2 separate regions of the Rattus norvegicus genome follow, and region 2 is linked to region 1. A link is a contact called in public Hi-C data. All regions are on one chromosome and are shown on one strand. The core of a region is the stretch at or near the end of the contact, and the rest is flanking DNA. Distances in the headings are between cores, read along the strand shown.

The links. A called contact is a pair of places that touch in the nucleus more often than the background predicts.
Region 2: a Hi-C map of prefrontal cortex shows a contact between it and region 1, with 2.4 times the contacts expected there. The contact joins the promoter of Hspd1 here to the enhancer-like site in region 1. A contact is called at or near these places in 3 of 12 Hi-C or Micro-C datasets (hepatocytes, mammary epithelial cells and prefrontal cortex).

Annotation. Positions count from the first base shown.
Region 1 is chr9:64,000,556-64,005,730 of GRCr8, forward strand. Sf3b1 (splicing factor 3b, subunit 1) reads right to left here. Exons shown (of 25, transcript NM_053426.1): 8 at 4,023-4,235; 9 at 3,690-3,811; 10 at 2,567-2,764; 11 at 2,379-2,480; 12 at 388-567; 13 at 1-35. Among named protein-coding and RNA genes, the nearest start is that of Sf3b1, 24 kb to the right of the region's middle. Within about 2 kb of position 2,721, at least 1 of the 93 cell types and tissues checked has an H3K27ac peak or open chromatin away from gene starts, as enhancers often do. A contact at or near this core is called in prefrontal cortex, where this site is marked.
Region 2 is chr9:64,080,933-64,086,107 of GRCr8, forward strand. It overlaps Hspd1 (heat shock protein family D (Hsp60) member 1), which reads right to left and starts at 3,105. Exons shown (of 12, transcript NM_022229.2): 1 at 3,050-3,105; 2 at 2,050-2,225; 3 at 45-297. The coding sequence starts at 2,223. It overlaps Hspe1 (heat shock protein family E (Hsp10) member 1), which reads left to right and starts at 3,395. Exons shown (of 4, transcript NM_012966.1): 1 at 3,395-3,668; 2 at 4,303-4,467. The coding sequence starts at 3,666.

The DNA of each region.
Region 1 (5,175 bases), core at 1,471-3,970:
TCATCAATCAACAGTGGCTCGATAACCACAAGAATCTGAATGAAGGAAAAAGAAAGAATTACATTTCCACATCAATTTATCAAAGACATTTGTTAATGGAGAAATAGATTAAAGAGTTTTAATTCTCTGGCAGTAGTGACACATTCCTTTAATCTGCACTCAGGAGGCAGAGGCAGGTGGAACTGAGTTCAAAAGGGCAACCTGGACTACAGAACAAGTTCTAGGTCAGCCAGGGCTACACACACACACACACACACACACACACACACACACACACACACACACACACACACACACACGAGAATAACAACTTCCATATTCCACACAGTGCAAAATAGAACCAGAAAAATAAAAGTGAAACCATTCAACACTAGAGAACAAACCAACCTTGTGCACATATGGCCGCACCAAGTCATCAAGTTTATACAATATTCTGTCAATAACTTTCACAAGTAAATGTCGCTCTTGATCCTCAAGTGTAGGGGACATCAATAGAGGCAGAATCTGGTTAAACAGTGGTCCAGCTCCAAATTCTCGAGCTTTATCAGTAATCTGACGTAAGGCAGCCTGAGGAAAATCAATGGAAAAGAAAGTTATTTTTTATGAGCAAACACACATTCCAAAGTGGCAAATTTCACCAGGAATAATAATATAATTTGCACTTTTGTAGACAATTTACATACAGTCGTCTGAATTCATTTCTGTAAACTTTTAATATTCAAACTCTAATGGTCTAAGTTCAACACTATCAGCTCATTTAAAGGGGGCAATTAATTTAGTGGCAGTTGAGGTCTGAGGATAACGGTGCTTATCGCAAGACTAACGACTCCACTTCAACCCTGAGATCCAGACAATGAAAGGAGAGAAACAACTTCCAAAAGCCGTCCTCTGAAGCATCCTGGAGCACGACCCTACCTGTCCCCTTCACATATCTATGCACCATGCACACACACATGCATGTGTGTAAAAAATAGATGAGCATAAAAGAAAAAGGGGTAACTTAGAGCACTAGCAAGATTCCTTCCTCAGGGTGTAAAGGGTAATGGCAGGCCACCAAGCCTAATGATCATTTGAGTTCAATCCTAAGAACCCACACAATAGAAAGAAAGAACTGATTCCTACAAGTTATCCTGACCTTCTACCTGTGCTCCATGTGCACATGCCCATAAATAAGATTTTTTTTAAAGATTTATTCATTTATTAAATATAAGTACACTGTAGCTGTCTTCAGACACACCAGAAGAGGGCATCGGATCTCTTTACAGATGGTTGTGAGCCACCATGTAACCACATGGAATTGGGAATTGAACTCAGGACCTCTGGAAGAGTAGTCGGGTGCTCTTAACCACTGAGCCATCTCTCCAGCCCAAGATTTTTTTTTAAATAAAGAAAAGGATAATTTAGTAGAGCTATGGAGCTATCTATACAAGCTTAAACCATATGCCTTAGTTCTGCCTGAACAACCTTCTTCTATGTTCAAGCCACATTTGGTTGTTACAAGTCATAATTTCCACTAATTACCTCTAAGTTCTAAACACTTTAAAGCTGTCAAGGACAAAAAGAATTAGCCATCTCATATCCTTATCAGAACAAAAAACTCCTTTGATTAGAAGTTAAATTCACTGAGCTTGGAGCATGAGTGTGTAATCCCAACCAGTACTCCAGGATAAGAGGCTCCAAAGCTCAGTCCTGCCTGAACAAGCTAAGATCACGCTAAGCAACTTATCAGAGAGCATATACAAAGTCAAAAGGGAAGCAGAGCAGAGTGTCATGTCTTATTCTGCTAATTCCACTACCTGGGTAACTAGGCAAAAAGAATGGCTATCAGTCTAAATTCAGCCTGGGCTACGAGTTTCAGGCCAGCCTGGGATAGTTTAACCAACAAAAATAATGAATATAACAAATCAAACACTAGGACTAGGAATCAGATGTGGTACACACCCCCAATTTTATTAAATAAAGGTGATGCATTATCTTTAATCTGAGCACTTGGGAAGCAGAGGCAGGTGGACCTCTGCAGGTTCTAGGCCAACCTTGTCTACCTAGTAAATCACAGAACAACCAGGACTGTGTAGAGACCCTGTCTAAAAAAATAAAAAGCTGGGCTGGGGATTTAGCTCAGTGGTAGAGCGCTTACCTAGGAAGCGCAAGGCCCTGGGTTCGGTCCCCAGCTCCAAAAAAAATAAATAAATAAAAATAAAAAATAAAAAGCTGGGAGGTGGTGGTGCACACCTTTAATCCCAGCACTCAGGAGGCAGAGGCAGAGGCAGAGGCAGGCAAATCTCTGTAAGTTCGAGGCCAGCCTGCTCTACACAAAATGAGTTCCAAGATAGCCAGCGGCTACCCTGTCCTGATAAAAAAAAAATAATAGATCTTACCTTTCTCATTGGAGGTGTACCATTCTTAATTTTTAAAAGCAACTTCATTATTTTTCTTTCTTTTTGCTCTTCTGGACTAAGTGTTGACTCATCTACATCAACCTACAATAAAATTTAAAATACATCAAATTCATGATTTATAACTCCCAAACAACAAGCAATACTTCAGTTTTTCTATCACCACTTACCAATAGTTTGTCAAAGTACTGAATGTCATCAGGTTTTAGAAATGGAAGATTCCCAGATGGCTGGTCGTTGACACTTTTCATAGTTCTGTCTTCAGTTTGCATGTGAAAACCAGTCATACCGCCCAAAGGTGTGGGAGTTGCTGTCAGCTTTCGAGCTGGAGTTCGAATAGGAACATAGCCAGCTGGAGGGGGAAGGACCTAAGATAGGGATAGGCATGTTAGTAGGACTGCCTTGGCTTTATATACTCAAAGACAACAGTGAGCAGTATTTGCACATATATAGATTTTACAATTTATTAGCTAGCATATTTACCTCAAGAAAACAAATCCTACTATTCGATGTTAACTAAAAGTTAAGGTATTTATAGAAAATATTATTTGCTAGATAAAATTTAAGTGGAAAAGAAGGAAATACATGAAACACTCTTTAAAAAATTCTCGGGGTTGGGGATTTAGCTCAGTGGTAGAGCACTTGCATAGCAAGTGCAAGGCCCTGGGTTTGGTCCCCAGCTCCGAAAAAAAAGAAATTCTCATGCTTGAAATATCAACATGTTGTCAAGCCATCATGTCAAACTAACAAAACTGGAAAATTGTAAAACTCAATTCAGTGATTTCCCAAAAGGCACTGTTAAGAACAAAAATCTACAATTACTCATTTAAATGGAAATGAACATGTGGTTTATGAAATAGATTAAAAAGATCATATATATTATCATTTACATAAACACTACTAAATACTATAAAACATAGTTAAAATTGAACTCTACAAATCTGTCTTAAATACAGAAAAGTAAGTATCTGCCAAGACCCTCTGAAAGAAACACCAATTAATCCTATTGCAAAACAAACTGAAAGCCCAAATATCCTTAGTTATCATGTCTAACAATGCTAATGATAAATATATTTAATAAATGTCGATGTTAAATATATTTAACGCCACCTATATTTCATCATTCAATTACTTCGTGCTTGTCAAACTGAAATGCACTAATACCTCAAAATATAAAACTAATAAATTCTGGCAAGGTCAATGCAAATTTACCAGGCAACGTTTTTAACTAAATAAATACTTAAAACTCATATCCACAATACAACATATTCATCATATATTCACTGCTAGTACCTTGTATCCTTCTGGGAACATAGCATCTAATTCCTCATCAGAAAGTGGGCGGTTGCGCTCATCAATCTCTCTCTCCCACCGCCAAGCCTGAAGCTGCTCAGGAGTCATGCTCATTATGTGACCTACGGAAAACGCACAAACTGTTAATGTCCCACAGTGCAAAACTCAGGCCCTCCAGATACAGGACAGTTAAGATCAGTCCTAGTATCAGAGTGTTTTTACATTGCAAATGCAAATCAAGACAGCTACATATTTATAACCACATTCTTAATAGAAAAACCAGAAAAAAAATTAAAACAGCTATAAGAGAAAGAATGATGCAAAGATTTGTACCTGGAGTGGGGGTGGCCATGTTCATGGCTGGTGTGCCAATTGGTGTTTTTCCTGGAGTCAGAACAGGAGTGCTTCCGCCCATTTGACTAGCTGGTGTTTCGTCCCAACGAGACTTTCTTTTACTTGCTCCAGGAGTTGGTGTCTCACCAATAGAGTCTCCACCTCGGTCTGTTCGAGGAGTCTCAGCCCACCCACTTCCATGCCCAGGAGTATCTTTAAAGACAAAGGGTCAGGAAAATCACATTACTAACCACTTTTAAAACACTGCTTCTCCCACATGCAATTTAATTGAGTTCAAAAATATATTTCTAAAAAAAAAAAAAAAAAAAAAAAAAAAAGATCCAGTTAAAGTTTTGCCCAGAATATCTGTTTCCTTTCTAATGACTACAAAGTCATAGACATCTAATGGGAAACAGAAAAACAAACTTCTCATCTACACCTTACTGTTTATCTTAAGCCATGTTCCAGCTATTCTCACTGTATAACAAACACTAGATTTGGGCAAATTTCTGAGACAAAACATTAATAGGAGAAAGGAAAACCTTTATCTAAAGAATGCGGCTTGTTTGGATCACTGAAAAAAGACATGGAAGTGAATTGCATCAACATCACAGCTGTGCAACACTGGAAATATGCCTAAAGCCACTAAATTGTATACTTAAAAAACAGTTAACACTGGTGTACTTAAATACAGGCACACACACAGGAGGCTGAGGAAAGAGGATCACCAGTAGAGGGCAAGTGAAATGGTATCCACAACATGTTTTTTAAGTTTAAAAGTTAAGGGGTTGGGGATTTGGCTCAGTGGTAGAGCGCTTGCCTAGCAAGCGCAAGGCCTTGGGTTCGGTCCCCAGCTCCGAAAAAAAAAAAAAAAGTTAAAAAAAAGGCCCACAGGGCTGGAGAGATGGCTCAGCGGTTAAGAGCACCCGACTGCTCTTCCAGAGGTCCTGAGTTCAATTCCCAGCAACCACATGGTGGCTCACAACCATCCGTAAAGAGATCCGATGCCCTCTTCTGGTGTGTCTGAAGACAGCTACAGTGTACTTATATATAATAAATGAATAAATCTTTAAAAAAAAAAGGCCCACAAAATCATATTTTTCACATCTCAAAACATAAAATTTATCTTCTCTTATGGTTATTCCTAAAATCT
Region 2 (5,175 bases), core at 1,855-4,354, 81 kb after region 1:
GATGTAGAATTCTTTACAGCATAGGATCAAGGACAAACTCTTACCTCTCCGGATTTCCACTGGATTAGCCCCTTTGCTGATCTTCTCAAAGCCCTCCTTGGCAATAGACCGTGCCAGAACAGTGGCAGTGGTGGTGCCATCCCCAGCCTCTTCATTTGTGTTATTGGCAACATCCTGAACAAGCTTAGCTCCGATATTTTTGTATTTATCCTTTAAATCAATTGACTTTGCAACAGTGACCCCATCTTTTGTTACTTTGGGACTTCCCCAACTCTGTTCAATAATCACTGTTCTTCCCTATAGTGACAAAAAAAAAAATATCAACCCTTAAAGATAATCCTTGAAGTTGTCATTGTTAACAATCCTGCAACACGAACCTCAAAGCCAAGTTAATCAACCATCTTAGGTGTATAGACAAAATGAACACTACTCATGTGCCCTGGAGTCTAACTTTGACTGAGGCACAACAGGAATTCCCTGGAACTAACAGATGCTACCTATAAAACAAGAAAACACAGATCCCAGGACATTCTTCACATCGTTTGTACTTGAGTTTGGCTATGAACTGGGTTTGTTTTCTGAGACAGGGTTCTTCTGTGCAGCCATGGCTGTCCTCAAACTCACAAAGCACAAAGATCTACTTGCCTCTGCCTCCTGAAGGCTGGGACCAGAGGCAAGAACCACTCACTAATGCCCTGCTTATCAAAAACATGTTTTGCTTTAAAATTCATTCACTAAATATCAGCCAGTAAGATAATAATGGGCTCTTCTGGTTCACTCAATAAAAACTTCAAATATGGCAACGACGGTATTGGCAACTTTTGGATTTGAACCAAGCTTCTATTCTGTCTTGAGCTATGTAAACAGTACTTAAAGATGCAGGGCTTTTTGTTGTTTTGTTTTTCAAGACAGGATTTCTCTTATAGCCATGGCTTTCAGATCCACCTGCCTGAGCCTCCTGAATGCTGGGATTATGCAGTTCTTTAGATCAGTCTAGTATCAATTTAAAATGACCTCACTGTATCCAATGATGTCCTCAAAGTACTATAGCTCCCTATTCAGCCACTTAAATGTGTGATCCCAGCCTCTGATCTTAGCAGTGCTCAAGTTCAAGGCTGACTTGGCCAGCTATGGTTAGAGACCTTGTCATAATAAAAACACACTGGGTGAGTAGAATACTGAATTCCTACGCTGGAGATGTGAGGATAGCCTTGCCACAAGGGCGTTAGAAGCCAGACTAAACTAGTGAGACTCAAAAACCCAAAACTAGACAAATCTTTGCAATGTGATAATTGCAGAAACCATGAGGTATGTACAATGTAGAGATGAATGGGAGACCACAAAGTTTTTCCCAAAGGGCAAGTAAAAAGAGTCTGACAATGTGTTGCAGAAGCAGGTAGATGATCTCTTTGAGTTCCAGGACAGCCTAGGCTACCAGAGAAATGCTATCTTGAATAAAACAAACAAAAGACCCAAACAACAAAGCTCATAAAGTTAAGTAAAGACAGCTTGGTGGTAATAGTACAGGCTCCTCTTCCAAAGGGCCAAGTCAGTTCCCAGAACCTTGGCACCCTGGCAGACATAAATGCAGGCAGAATAAAATGCATATAAAAATACGGACACCTTTAAAGTAATGATTCTACACTAGTGCATTTGCCTTTTATGTTGGAAATTTCAGCGTTCAGTGAACGCTCACATTACAGCTATGCACTTGAGTTATTAGAGTGGAGTTGTACTTTCCCCTCTATACCCTCTAACTACTGGGATGGGATCCAAAATTTAATGCAAGCATGCACACAGTCATGACTCTGGTTTGAAAATCTTCCTTGAGCTGTTACTATTACATCACAACGCACAGAAGTCTCCCAAATCGACTGAAGCAGCAGTAAGGACACCGTCGTAGAATGACCAACTAACAAACCTAAATAACACCCCCCAAACCACTAAGTTGTACCACATGCAAATCAGATACTCACAAAACTCGATTACAAAATGCTGTCTTGCAGCTACAGAACACTATTCTTTAACACGACATAAGTATACTGGTACCTTTGGCCCCATTGTAACAGCTACAGCATCGGCTAAAAGGTCTACACCTTGAAGCATTAAGGCTCGAGCATCCGCACCAAATTTTACATCTTTGGCATAGGCCCGAGTGAGATGAGGAGCCAGTGCCCGAGACACTGGTCTCATCTGGCGAAGGACTGTGGGTAGTCGAAGCATTTCTGGGGAAAGAAAAAAAGTATCACTACAAACTTGTCCAACGGTGCTTCAAAATATGGTGGCTAGATTGGAGTTCTGCTGTTCTCTGCTAACGGCGCTGCAGATTCAGGACATAATCTGTTAACCAACTGATCATGGAGGCTGCCCCCATGCCTGACCTACAGCACTAGCACAAAGCACACGAAACCACCTCCCCATGGCCACCCCCTCCTGCCCTCTCGAGTTAATCTTTCACTGCCAAAACGGCCTTGGAAGCAGATCCACTCCGAAAAGTGTCTGAAAAAAAAAGTTGGTGTAAGCAGGCAGGTTCTAAATGCAAGTGCCTAGAGAATCACAGAAGTACTAATGACGGTGCAAAACCCTCTAAGGAGAGTGTCGCCCGCCAGGCATCCACCCGGAGCTACAGTAGCACAGCAGCAAGCAAGGCCGGAGGAAAAGGGCCCTAGCTCAGCGCAGCCGCGCAGCCCCACGTGTCTTCTCGACCAGGAGCCCCGAGCAAGGTCAAAGTGAAGGCGCCGGATCACCGCGGCCACAGCGGACTAGAGGACCGCGACCACCCTCCGATAGAGCCCTACAGTGCGCCAGGCGCAGATGGAACCACAGGGCCCAAGTTGCTCCCACCCTAGCCCGCCCTTGCTCCCGCGCTTAGCCTAGGTCGCGTGGTGCCCGCCGCACGTGATGAAAGCAGTATGGCCCTACTGGGCCTGAACAAGTGAACCGAGCCTGCGGCGTCGCTGACAGACTTATCCCCCAGCCCTCCGTGCTCGGTCCGCGCTGCAAGCAGGCCCACGAGCACCGGGCCGCCGTGCACGCCGAGGCCGCGTACCTGCGGGGCGGCGGCGGAAGAGCACGAGGCGAGGCAGGCCGTCTGCGGCGAGTGAGGGACCCAGCACTGGGCGCGCACCGCAATGAGCCCGAGTCCCCTCCCTCCCCGGCCCCGCCCCGCGGCCCCGCGTGCGCGCGCGCGCGCGCCCCACTTCTCCCACGCCCCGGCCCTGCAATCTGCATGCGACGCGCGCGGCCCCGCCCTCCTTACCTGAGCGGCCTCAGCCCCGTGGCCTCAGCACTCTCCCGCCGCCGTACACTGGTTCCTGGGCCGCGCTCGGTTCTAGAACCTTCCGGAAGGCCCCGCGCTTTTCGTGGGTGAAAGGTCAAGTGGCGTCATTTCCGGGAGGGGCTTGTTCTTTCACCTCAGCGGCCGACCTGGAAAAGCCTAGAAAGTGCTCCCCTTTTCTTCCGCCTCCGGCTACCCGCATCGGCCGCCTGCGCGGAGTCCTGGCCACCAATCGGCGCGCGCGCTGGAGTGGCCGCCTTCTCTCACGCTAAGGGGCTGAGTGCGCCTGCGCGCTGCGCTGTCTTTTCACGTGTCCTGAGCCGGCCCACGGGAGTCTCCTTGCAGCAGGAGTCCGAGTGCAGAGTCCGGAGCTGCGGCGGCGTAAGTCATGGTGAGTGTCTCGTGGCTGGCAGGCCGACGGATCCAGTTCGGCCTGCGGCCCACGGCGAGCCCATGTGCGCTTTGGGACTAGCAGGACAGGACAGGGGTCCACTCAGTGTCCAGCGACCTCCCGTTGCTCTACAGAAGCGAGGCCTATCCGACCCTTTCTCCACCACGGCTTTTCTGCACGCACGTGTGCGGCAGGCGTCTGGAGCAGGGGGCGGGCGCCCGGGTACATACTCAGAAGCCCACCTGCCCTGGCACGGCCTAGGTGAATGAGTCCTATGTTGGAGAAAGAGTAAGATCGGGGCTTAAAAATTGACACCACTCCCCTGTTACTCGAGTTTGAAAAAAAAATCTAAAGGAAAAATATTTGACCTTGGAAAAGACCAAGGTTGCGATTGCTGATGAGCAATGAAGACCCCCGCCCCCCACACACTCACAACAGACAAGGAAATGAAAATCAACTTGGCTTATATGGAGTGAACATTGAAGGGTATATTCTAAAGATACACTTGAGTTTTCTTGTCATTTTGGAAGGCTTTGACCTATTGGGAGTTAAGGTTTGCAGTGGTATTTATTAACTTCGTCTCCTGACACTTCGAACTTAATTACTGTCTGTTTGAACACATTTCTCTCCACAGGCTGGACAAGCTTTTAGGAAGTTTCTTCCGCTATTTGACAGAGTATTGGTTGAAAGGAGTGCCGCTGAAACTGTGACCAAAGGTGGCATTATGCTTCCAGAAAAGTCTCAAGGAAAAGTATTGCAAGCAACGGTCGTGGCTGTGGGATCAGGCGGGAAAGGAAAGGTAACCCGGAGCTCCTAGAGTGGTACAGAATTTTATGTGTGATGTGGAAGGAGAGGAATTGGTTTGTTAATTAAAAAGTTAATTAAAATGGCAAGGTTTTTTTGGAAGTAATTTCAAGTTAGATTTCAATTCACGAAGAACCTCGCATTCAGGAAAACAATTTTAGAATTGTTTTATATTTCTAAGGAATGACAGGGACTGTAAAAAGGCAGAGGGTATTTGAGTGTATGACTGTATGTGCACATGTCTGTATGATGTGTTGCAGGGCCATCTCCACCTTACTCTTTTGGGGTAAAGTCGTGTTGAACTAGTCTGGTTTCTGGCCTGAGCATGTTGGGGGTTACATCCTTTTTACTATAGTGTTGGGATCCCAACTTGGGTTCCCATACTTTGATAGCAAGTCTCTTTACCCACTGAGCTAATTCAGCAGTGCCCCACACTACAGATTAAAAAGTGCCTGCCTTGATAGTGCCTCATGCCTCTGGCCCAGGTTCTTTGGAGGCCAAGGCAAGTGGATTATAGAGCCTTGTAGGCCAACAGGAGGTACAGGACGAGACCATATCTCAAAGTAAAACAAAACCTCACAAAATGAAATACCTCTGTAGTGGGTTGGGGATTTAGCTCAGTGGTAGAGCGCTTGCCTAGCAAGCGCAAGGCCCTGGGTTCGGTCCCCAGCTCTGAAAAAAAAAAAGAAATACCTCTGTAGTT